Linked DNA regions of Mus musculus: all the other regions are linked to region 3. A link is a contact called in public HiChIP or PLAC-seq and promoter capture Hi-C data. All regions are on one chromosome and are shown on one strand. Each heading gives the region's core, a stretch centred on a gene start, on an enhancer-like site or on the middle of the called end of the contact. The rest is flanking DNA. Distances are from core to core; before and after follow the strand shown.

Region 1 (3,530 bases), core at 88-2,587, 210 kb after region 3:
ACTCACAGAGACCCACCTGCCTCTGCCTTCCAAGTGCTGGGATTGCTTCTTTTCCCTCTAATGTTTTCACAGTCATTAGACGGAATCATATTGAAAAGCAGCTCTGGTTGGCTCTCACTGCAGAAGCTGTCCATAACCCAGGGAAGGTGCTAATAGTATAAGGTCCAGATGCAAAGCTATCTCCCACACCCAACCCACTTTCCTGCTATTTCAACTGTATCTCACCAGTGCCTCAGTTACCACTCCCACTTGCAAGCCAGAGATACAAGCTGACATACACAAGAGTCCCTTGGAGGACCCTATCTGTGTGATGGCACCTTCTCCTGAATTATCTTAACACTTCCAGACCAGGATTCTCTCTGATCAAATGTGTTCTGGACACTGCCACAGCTCTGTTCTCTCAGAGCAACTTCCACTTAACATCCCCTCCAGTGGGAACACATTTGTTTCTGTGCACTTGGGTGTCACTTGCCTGTAGGGCCCACCCTGGGACTCCAGTGTCGCATAGGTGGGTAGAAACTTGGCTGCCTGAAATAAAAGCAAAGCCATTCCTCTCATGAAGCGTGCTCCTTCTCACAAACAAGGAAAGGTGAAGGGTTAGCCCAAGGTCATGGGATTACACCTGGTCAGCCAGGGCGGTGGCATGGTCCTTCAAAGAAGCAAAACACCTGCAATTCCTACGCACTCAACTCCACGAAAGGCAGACGGGGCAACCTGACCCCAAAACTTGTCAGAGGTTGAGTTGTGCAAGCAAGGGTCACTGAAAAGGGTAGCTGTGAGGAAAATCTACCATACAGATATGCCATGCCCACCAGGCCAGTTCAGGGCAACGTTACGGGTGAAGAGCAGGGGAACAACAGCTATCCCCCAGAAAGGGAAACCTGAAAAGTCACTAATATGTAGTGGCCAGGCCTTCCAGAGCTCATCCCGGGGCTCCTCCGATCCGAAAAAACACTCGACATCTCATACGGAGACGACCACGGGGGGTTCCACGAGGGCCGGAGGGAGTGAGGCGCTCCCCTGGCTGATCCAGGCCCTGACGGTTCCCGATTCCAATCTAAACTGTCTGTCCCAAACTCCTGCCCCGACGCGGGGAGACCCTCACCAAAAGAAGGTGTTAGTGCCATCGTCGTAGACTTCAGACTCGGTGCTGCGGCGGCCCTTGAGCAGCGGAGACTCAGATCCCGAGCCTCCGGCGACTCTGCGCTCGCCCCTCCGCATGGCGCCCGGCCTGCGCAGCCCAGTAGGCTGCAGGCGGTGGGCTGGGGTCGCAGTGCTGCCCGGCGGGGTCTCCGCGGGAGTGGGGCGGGGCCGTGAGGCATTGTGGGACGCGTAGTGCGCGCCGGGCCGCAGGGCATGCTGGGCGCTGGAAAGCCCTAAACTGCCCGGTGGGAGGGACGCGGTCCGGTTGCTAGGAGACCGGCCGCGTGCTCCGCCTGACAGAGACTGTACAAGCCGGCTGGCACTGGCTGGTGTTGATAAAGTTCCGAAGACATATAATCTCTGGGGATAGGGACGCAAAAGAGACTCAACCTAAACTGTTGTGGTAGACAGCCCTGCCAAGCAAACTAAACTCCGGAAGCTGAGGCAGGAGGATTGAACGAATCCAAGGACAGCCTGAGTTATTCAAACCTTGAATTAAAAAAAAAAGGAGGCGCCGGGCACTGGTGGCCCATGCCTTTAATCCCAGCACTTGGGAGGCAGAGGCAGGCGGGTCTCTGAGTTCAAGGCCAGCCTGGTCTACAGAGTGAGTTCAAGGACAGCCAGAACTACACAGCGAAACCGTCTCGAAAATGAATGAATGAATGAATAAATAAATAAGATGAAATAGTGATAGAGAAATGGCTTAGCAGTTAAGATCACTGCCTGACCTTCTAGAGGATGGAGTTCAGTTTCCACTCTCACATAGCAGCAGTGGCTCCAATGCCCTCTTCTAGTATCTAGGGCACTGTATACAGTTGGTGTATAGATGCATACACTCAACCAAAACACTTATACACTAATAAATAGATGTAGATAGATAGATAAATTAGATAAATTATTGCCAGACATGATGGCATAGTCCTTTAATCCTAGCACTCAGGTATCAGAGGCAGGAAGATCTATATGTGTTTGAAGCCATCCAAGTCTACACACTGTGAGCTCTAGATCAGCCAAGGCTAGACTCTGTCTCAAACTTTAACGTAAATAAAAATTAATGACTAAATTAGCAGGACCAGTCAAGTTGGATAGTTGAAACTGGTATGGTTAGTTGCTGAGAGTACTTACATTTTGCCAGAGGTAGGGAATGGGCTTCTTGTCTGAGAGTGTGGGTCCTTCTTCAGTTTTCTCAGATGTGTTGGCTTGTGGTGCCACCAGCCTGCAATCCCAGCACTTTGAGGTGGAGGTATATATATCAGGGAGTCTGTGGTTATCCTTCACGTGAGATTAGGAGTTAGATAGATTCCCTGATAGGCAGACAGAGAAGAGAGAGCCTATTGGATATTGAAGATGACAAAATTCAGCCGGGTAGCGGTGGCCCACACCTTTAATCCCAGTACTCAGGAGGCAGAGGCAGGAAGATCTTTGTGAGTTTGGGGCAGCCTGGTCTACATAATGAGATCCTAGAAAACAAAGGCTACAAAGAAAAACTCTATCTTGAAACAAACAAACAAATAAACAATAAGATGGCAGACTCTTGGTTTCTTCTTCACCCTCCTTACCTGAAATAAAAGTCTAGCAGCTTAAAAGAAAGGCCTTGGTGAACCTTTTCTCCACCAGGAGGGTCACCAGTCCAGACAAGCTCAAGGCCAGATCAGGACATGTTTGCCCAAAAGTCGTGGGTTTGTCAGCCTCCCTGTCATTGTTCAAACTGACAAACCATAAATTAGAGGAGTAAGACCCCCCATCCCCCCAGAGATCCTTGGAGCTCTCAGCCTGTGTTGCTGGGTATGGATGGCACCAGTAGTCCAGACCTTTCATTCCAGGTCCCAGGGGCAGGCAGATCTCAGTGAGTTTGGAAGGTTAGTTTAATCTACATAGCAAGTTCAAGTCAGCCTGGGATATATAGTGAGATCCTGTCTCAAACAAACAACCACCCAGCCTTCAAAGGGACTTCAAAAAAGGGCTTCAGAGGGGCTCCTGAAGGCCCCCTTAGATCTGCAGAGGGTCTTTCTAGGTGACCTGTGCAGGGTTTTAGACCCAGGGACAAGGGCTGAAGTGCATATTTTACATACTAAAGCACATCTAGCTTCCAGGTTCTCCCAGCATCCCTCAGTCCCTACCTGGCATACCACGTTGCTACTCTGAACTTTCCAGTTCAGGGGCTGGGCTGCCCTTTAGCCAGATATTTTGGTCTCTCCTCCCCACCCCCCCCCTCCTCCTCCTTCTCCTTTTCCTCTTCTTTTTCTTCCTTCTTCCTCCTCCTTCTCTTCTCCCTCTTATCTCTCTACCCTCCCTCTCTCTGCATGCACTCTTCTCTCTTTCTTTTCCTACTCCCTGCTCTCTCCCTTTCCATGGTGACTTCCCTAGCCCCCTTCCTTGGTACCAGT
Region 2 (3,322 bases), core at 72-2,571, 180 kb before region 3:
TGACCTTGAACACTTCTTCCAAGGTTACTTGCATACACTCAGCAATATAAAAACCAGGGCAGAGTGGCAGCCTTGAAGATGTAGTTTAATTAGATCCCCATACCTACTGGGGCTAGCAACATATCATCTTAGGGACATAGGAGATATCAGGTTTGCTTCTAGCCAACCTCTTGGGTTTCTCAAAAGCCAGTAACATACAATCCAGAATGGCAGTGAGGGATGTGACAAGTTAAAGTCAGGTCAATCTCTAACCTGCCTTTCACATTTCCTTGGCCTCACTAGCTCTTAGGGACCTCTTAGGTTGGTGACAGAGATCACAGGAACAACAAGGCCAGGCAAGATGGGCAACAGAGACTTAACTGTAGGGTAAACTGGCAACCCATTCTGTTGTCCTGGAAGAAGTAGGGGCCTGGCTTCACCCAGGGGCACGGAGAGAGGAGTCAGAGGAAGCGAGAGTCATAGGGACAAAGGCATAAAGCTTCAGAGGAAAGCTGTGGGACAGTGCCAGGAAGGGTTGTCTTTAAGTCTGGGTACCTTCTATCTGGCTGTAACTCCAATACTATGGTGCCGTCAGCTATAGCTGGTGTTAATTGTGGACTGGAGGAGGGAGGCACACACCCTGTGGGCTGAGGACAGGGAGTTAAAGTTTGTGTGTTGGCATCCCCAGGGTAGGAAAGAATGCTGCATTGCTGAGATAAGGTAGCCCTAGGGTATGCACGGTTAAGAGTTGACAGCTTCATTGACCTCCCTGAGGTTGCAGGTGGTGAGGCTGCTGGGCCCATAACTCTCCCCACGTTCATCAGTATTTTCTGCAGGCTATAGCTGCACAGTGTGCCCTGGCACCATCTGGGCATTTTTCCTAGCTATAGGGTGTCTGGATAAAGGACCACATGGCTGGAGGGCCCCAGCCCAGTGTCATTACAGTTCTGCTCTCTGGAAAAGAGGGTCTCATCATTGGAAAGGATGGGTAGCCTGGGCTATGAGCATTGCCCCATTTTAGCCCTCAGTGGGCACTTAAAAGTGTCTCCCTGCCTGGGCTAGGTACTTTCTTCTTTGCCATGGGAAGGCCCCAGCTGCATGGGGCCTGTCCAAGACCCAGGCACTGAGTAATGTGTTTTGTTATATTGTTTTCCTCCCTCAGAAATTAATTCAGAACATGAGGTTTTCAGCATGAACAGTAATTTCTGTTTATTGGAAGTCATGCCATGTGTGGCCTATTGGCAAGCTGTTTTTATGTCTCTCGCGCATGGACTCATTTTATCCTGGTGCTGTGGGACAAAGAGAAACAGCTCAGTGGCCGGGCTCCCCAGAGGTTTGGGGCAGGAGCAGGGCAGGCTGGGAGGGTTGGCTTTAGCAACAGCTTCTGCATAGCCTTTCTTCCTCAAAGACAGAAGGACAAAGGACATATTCCCAGAGAAACCCCAAGGACATAGCCGGGAGGATGGAAGTAGGGAGGATAGTAAGAGGCCCAGTAGTGTCCCGTCTTTCCTGTTGATGGCTACCACCCTAGAAGGTTGCTCCATTTCAGGAAAGTGTTGGCTGTGTTCCTGTTTGTCTTCATTTTGTCTTAGGCTGACCACTTAAGAATAAGGCCATTCTGACATGTGGGCTGTTCTTAATGGCTCAGCCTGTGGAACTGGGTTGCATCAGTGAGAAGCTGAATATGGGAACCTCTGGGAATAATGTATGCTTCAGGAAAATAGGCCCCACAGGGTCCATGGTCTTCCCAAAGTTCCCACCCACGCCTGTCCCTGTATTCTGTCTCTCCCACCTTGCACCCTCTCCTATGGTGTCAGAATCTCTGACCTGCCCTGTTTTTCAGGTGCTCGAGCCTCTGCCCACAGCCCTCATTATCTCCCCGTTCATGCCTGCCCTGCTCGGTGTTCCAGTAACACAGTGAGGGCAAGTGCTATGGCAGCCTGCCTGGAGGAGCTAAAGGTGACCATGGGGATCTGTGCCTAGAGACAGGGAACCCAAAGGTCAGATGATAGCAAACAACACTGTGTACTGGGGCCAGCTGTGCCTGGGCAGAATTGTGTGGTGATCAGATCTTTGTAACCTACCTTGAACTCACAGCATGCCCTCTGGCCTGCCCGCTCCTCTGGGTGAGGTCTAGCTGATAGGTGAGCTGGTCCAAGAATCACAACTAGTAGGGAATACCGTTTGAGGTCTCAGGACTCCAGGCAGTGGGCAGTGCTGTTACCTAGAGATGGTAGATACTGTCTGCTTTGACTAGTCCTGTCTACAGTTCCCTCTGAGCTTCTGGCCTGGGGTCAGAGGGTGCTTACAGCCTGGCCAGTGGGGTTTAGCAGAAGAAGTTTTTCTGGGAGCCTTCAGATAGGATCTGTGCCCGCTCCCTGTGCAAGGTCTGTGCAGATTTATCTTGCCGTTGGGAGATGTGTGCTTTTTCTTCACTGTATCTGGGCATTGAGTGACACTGACGTAAGTCTTCAGGGAGAAGTGTTCTTCCCCAGCCTGGAGTGAGGCCACAGGGTGGGACTTTGCCAGGTGTAGCTACTCTGCTTGGAACTTTCTAGGCCCCAGGAGCTTCTTCTTGCCCAAAGGCTTCAGCCACACCTTTCTGAACCTTTCTGAGCCTTCTTCCTGCACTTGTGCTGAATCCATAACACAAGGTGGGACTAAGAAAGGCTGCTCCTCTGCCAGCCTCTAGCTATAGCTCATGCCTTTCTTGATGAGCAATCAGATCTAGAAACAGCAGGGCCTGACATACTAGGAGTCTATAAACATTGGCAGGTTTAGATGAGGGTCCACCTAGGAGCAGGCAAGCTTTTGCCATAGAAGCCCATCTTAGTCTTGGTTTCTATTGCACTTCTGTAAAGAGATAGTATGACCTGGGGGCTGGAGAGATGGCTCAGCAGTTAAAGAGCATTGACTACTCTTCCAGAGGCCCTGAGTTCAGTTCCCAATAACCACGTGGTGACTCACAACCATCCGTAATGGGCTTGCTTCTAGTTTTAGGTTAGGCTGTGATAATAGTTGTGAGAAGCAAACAGTCATGGAGCTAGAATAGTAGTAGCTGGGATCTTTATATCCTTACCCATAGGCAGAGGGGGATCAGGGACTGGACCTGGTATTGGCTTTTGAAACCTCAAAGCCTGGGAGCTGGTGAGATGGCTTAGCGGGTAAGAACACTGACTGCTCTTCCGAAAGTCCTGAGTTCAAATCCCAGCAACCACATGGTGGCTTACAACCACCCATAATGAGATCTGATGCCTTCTTCCGGCGCATCTGAAGACAGCTACAGTGTACTTATGTATAATAATAAATCTTTGGGCCGAAACTAGTGGAGTTGACCTGAGCA
Region 3 (3,260 bases), core at 261-2,760:
TAAGGCTGGGGCTACCTCTACCCTGCAAAAGGTTCCCTCCCTGGAGGCTTCTAGAGCTGAAGTGGGGGTAGGGAGGCAGGAAATCCAAACAATCCATTGGTGGTGAAGATGTAACACCCAGGCCTAGAAGGCCTGGGGGCTCAGGCTGGTTTTACTGTAGCCACTTTCCGGGTTGAAGGGAGGCCCAGCGTGTTAGAGCATTTGGTAGGTTCACCAGTGGAACGGGAGGAGGCCCCGGCAGGGCAAGGAGGGCGGAGGAACTGGCTCCAAGTTCAAATTCCAGCTCTCCACACTGAGTGACCTTGGGGAGGGGTCGGCTTAGTCACCTGGGCTCTTGGCTCTCCTTGTGGGAGCTGGGTGTGGTCCTGGAATGGGAAGGGGGAGTCCCTTAGGACCTGGCTGGGTCCTAATCTGGGGACAAAGTTCAGGAATCATCAGGTGGGAGCAACAGAGGCTGAGATGAACCAGAAAGTTGTTCGTGGGAAGGGATGGGTGCATCTGAAGAGACCCAGGCAGGCTGGGAGGGAGCAATGGGCAAAGCAGCCCTAGATAATAGACAGCTCCAGGAGAAGTCCACGCACAAAGTAGGATCACTGAGAGTCTAGGGTGGGAAAGGCCCCAGAAGTGCCCTGTCTCCTCAGCAGCCAAGGAGGGCTGCACAGGGGACATAGCAAAGGTGGGCTGTGGACATGTTTTGCCCTTTTCTGCCTCCAGCGATAGTTTTGTGTAGTACCGCAGACTTCTCGGTCCCGGGCAAGCTATGGATGTTCATAGCCCCTCCCACCAACTGATCCCCAACCCCCACATCTATCCCCATCTCCCACCCTCATCCCCTGAGAGGCCACACTTCAACTTTGACCTGAAGACTGACTGACTCAGCCTGATGTTTCCCAGGCTCTGGGTTTCTTTTGAGCTCAAACAGCCAGGAAAAGGCCAACCTTTAGGCCCTGGGTGGTATGTCAGGTCAGATCCTGAAGGAGGTCCAGCCTGCTGGATGAAGGCCCTCCCTTCCTCACCACCTCTCTTGTCAACTGCCAGGTTCCCCTCATCCGCCCCAGGGCTGGGAGGGGGCCGGGACCAGGGCGAGTGAGTCACACACCGCTGGCTTAAAAATATCACGAACCACTGGCCACCACCCGCTGGACCGACCGGGCTTTAACCGAGCGGTTCTTGTGCTAAAAGCCCAAGGAAGGGTCAGGCCCAGCCTCTCCCCCAAGTTTCTACGTCCCACGCCACACCCGCAGCCCCCCTAGCCAAGGCTTAGCTGTCCTGAGTCCGGAGATCCGATCCGGGCCATCCCAAACCTCACTCTCAGGTGCTCTCAGCTCTCTGTTCTGGCTTGCCTTCCAAACCAAGCGCCCAGACCCAGAGTCCCGAGCGAGAGCTCCACATCTCACGGCCATTCTGGGAAACTGAGGCTCAGATTGGCAAATTCCCTGGCTGAAGTGCTCACCTGCGCTCCGTCCCTCAGCGCCTGTGCTTGGTTAGGCCCCTCGGTCAGCTTGTCCGCCGTCTGTCTGTCAGAGCCTCTGGAGCTCCCTCTCCCGGGACAGGCGGGACCTCTGCTGGGCCGGATAGGCCGGGGCGGGGCTGTGCGAGGAGGAACCTGAGCGACAGGTTACCGAGTCACCCGGGAGTGGGCACGAGGGAGCCTGAAGGAAGGGGGCGGGCCCGGGCACCATTCCCCCCCACCACACCAACTGTGGTTCTGCCTCCCTGCCTGCCTCTGACTGCCCTCCCAGCGGTCCCCAAAGCACCTGGGGCCCCTTTGCAGCTGGCCCCGGAGAACAGGGTGCGGCCCCAGCTGCTCTAACTGGCCAAGCTGCAGTAGCAGATGGGGACATGGGCCTGCCTGCAGGGGCAGTACTGGATGAAGCCTATGAGTGCTGCAGCCTTGGGGAAGTCTCAATCAAGCCGCCATCAGGTACCCTCCACCCCAAGTAGCACCGGGACAGAGCTCTTTAGTGGTTTAGTCCTGGGGCATTGGGTCCAAGGCTTTTTGAGTTTGGGAGCTTTCAGCTCCTGGTGGGGGCCCCTCCCTCCTTCACATACAGGAGTTCTTAAAGTCCCCATCCACTAGAGCATCTCCTGAGGGATGAGCTATCTCTAGAAGAGGGTACCTGTCTCCACCATGTTGACAACCCCCCTCAAAGCTACTCTGCCCACCTTGCTATTTGACATCTTGGGGCAGGGTTGGGTGAATTTAGATCAGCCAATTAGCTGGCTAGGAGGAAATAAACAAGAGTTGTGGCCTGCTAGCCAAGGTACTGCCCTTATGTGAACAGGGACCCTAAGGCCCCGGCTATTGTTCCCAGAGTTGGGGCAGAGGAAGTGGGTGCTGCCAGGAAGTCAGGGTCCCAGGCTACAGCCTCAGAAGGGCAGGGCCCTGGCACATTTCTCCTGGGCCCTGGACAGTTAGCACTTCCTGGGGTACTGAGGGCCAACAGCAGTTTTTAGCCTGGCTTGTTGCCCACTTGACACACTTTGGGACATCACAGGTGAGCTGGACAGAGGAGTGGCAGAAGTGGACCCCAAGCCCAGCTCTTGATGAACCCCAGAGAGGCTTCCTGGTTCATAGCCCTTACTGCTGATCTCACAGAACTGGTCCAATCTTGCTCTGCCTGTGACCTCGCCCTGGCCCAGCAAGCAGGGGTCAAGTGGTCAGCTGTGTAATGGGAGGAGCAGGCTTATGTGTGTGCTCTGACATTCCTGGGCAGAGCTAGGGATGGGTAAAGGGTGGAAAACATGCAATGCAACTCAGGGATGGCTCCTTTGTGCTGCTGGCGGTCAGTCTTCATAACCTTTGCTGTGAGGCAGCCCAAGCTGGTGGTGGTAACTGATGTCCACTCTGGGTCACATGGAGTGAATGCCACTTCCATGTGGCCAGTAAGAACAGGGGAGTGGCTGAGCCCTCCAGACCCACCGGCCTTAGCCCATTCTGCCTACCCAGGCTATACTTGCTCAAGCCACAGAGACATTGTGGAGAGAAGTGCTCATAGGCTTTCTAGACATTACTCCTTCCCAACCCTGCCTGTGGGCTAGGTAGAGCACGTCTCCAGGTAGTTCTGGTATTCACCCAGTCTCTGGGAGACATGAGTTAAAGGAAATCAGCTAAGGACCCATGTGTATAGAAGGTTCCCTGGTCCCAGAGAAGGCTCTGGACGGCCCAGAAACCTACCACCTTCAACATACTTCACAGGGAGGCTTCTGGCTAGTTACCAGGGTAGAGAGAAGCCAGGTAGAGGTTACAGAGTAAGTCC

The links. Promoter capture Hi-C pulls out the DNA fragments that hold promoters and counts their contacts. HiChIP or PLAC-seq counts read pairs in DNA pulled down with a chosen protein or histone mark.
Region 1: a contact with region 3 is called in an HNF4G HiChIP or PLAC-seq map of pancreatic cancer cells. The contact joins the promoter of Ptdss2 here to the promoter of Eps8l2 in region 3. A contact is called at or near these places in 1 of 115 datasets of contacts at active chromatin or transcription factors (pancreatic cancer cells) and 3 of 9 other capture datasets (adipose tissue, liver and pancreatic islet).
Region 2: a promoter capture Hi-C map of stem cell-derived epiblast-like cells shows a contact between it and region 3, with 2.1 times the contacts expected there. The contact joins the enhancer-like site here to the promoter of Eps8l2 in region 3. A contact is called at or near these places in 1 of 39 promoter capture datasets (stem cell-derived epiblast-like cells), 2 of 484 Hi-C or Micro-C datasets (B cells and the G1E-ER4 cell line) and 2 of 9 other capture datasets (adipose tissue and liver).

Annotation. Positions count from the first base shown.
Region 1 is chr7:141,129,093-141,132,622 of GRCm38.p6, reverse strand. It overlaps Ptdss2 (phosphatidylserine synthase 2), which reads right to left and starts at 1,337. Exons shown (of 12, transcript NM_013782.4): 1 at 1,106-1,337. The coding sequence starts at 1,221.
Region 2 is chr7:141,516,475-141,519,796 of GRCm38.p6, reverse strand. The region is part of intron 8 of Chid1 (chitinase domain containing 1); the gene reads left to right. Among named protein-coding and RNA genes, the nearest start is that of Chid1, 22 kb to the left of the region's middle. Within about 2 kb of position 1,321, at least 16 of the 459 cell types and tissues checked have an H3K27ac peak or open chromatin away from gene starts, as enhancers often do. A contact at or near this core is called in adipose tissue, where this site is marked.
Region 3 is chr7:141,337,252-141,340,511 of GRCm38.p6, reverse strand. Eps8l2 (EPS8-like 2) reads right to left here and starts at 1,510. Exons shown (of 21, transcript NM_133191.2): 1 at 1,454-1,510. It also overlaps a transcript of Deaf1 not described here.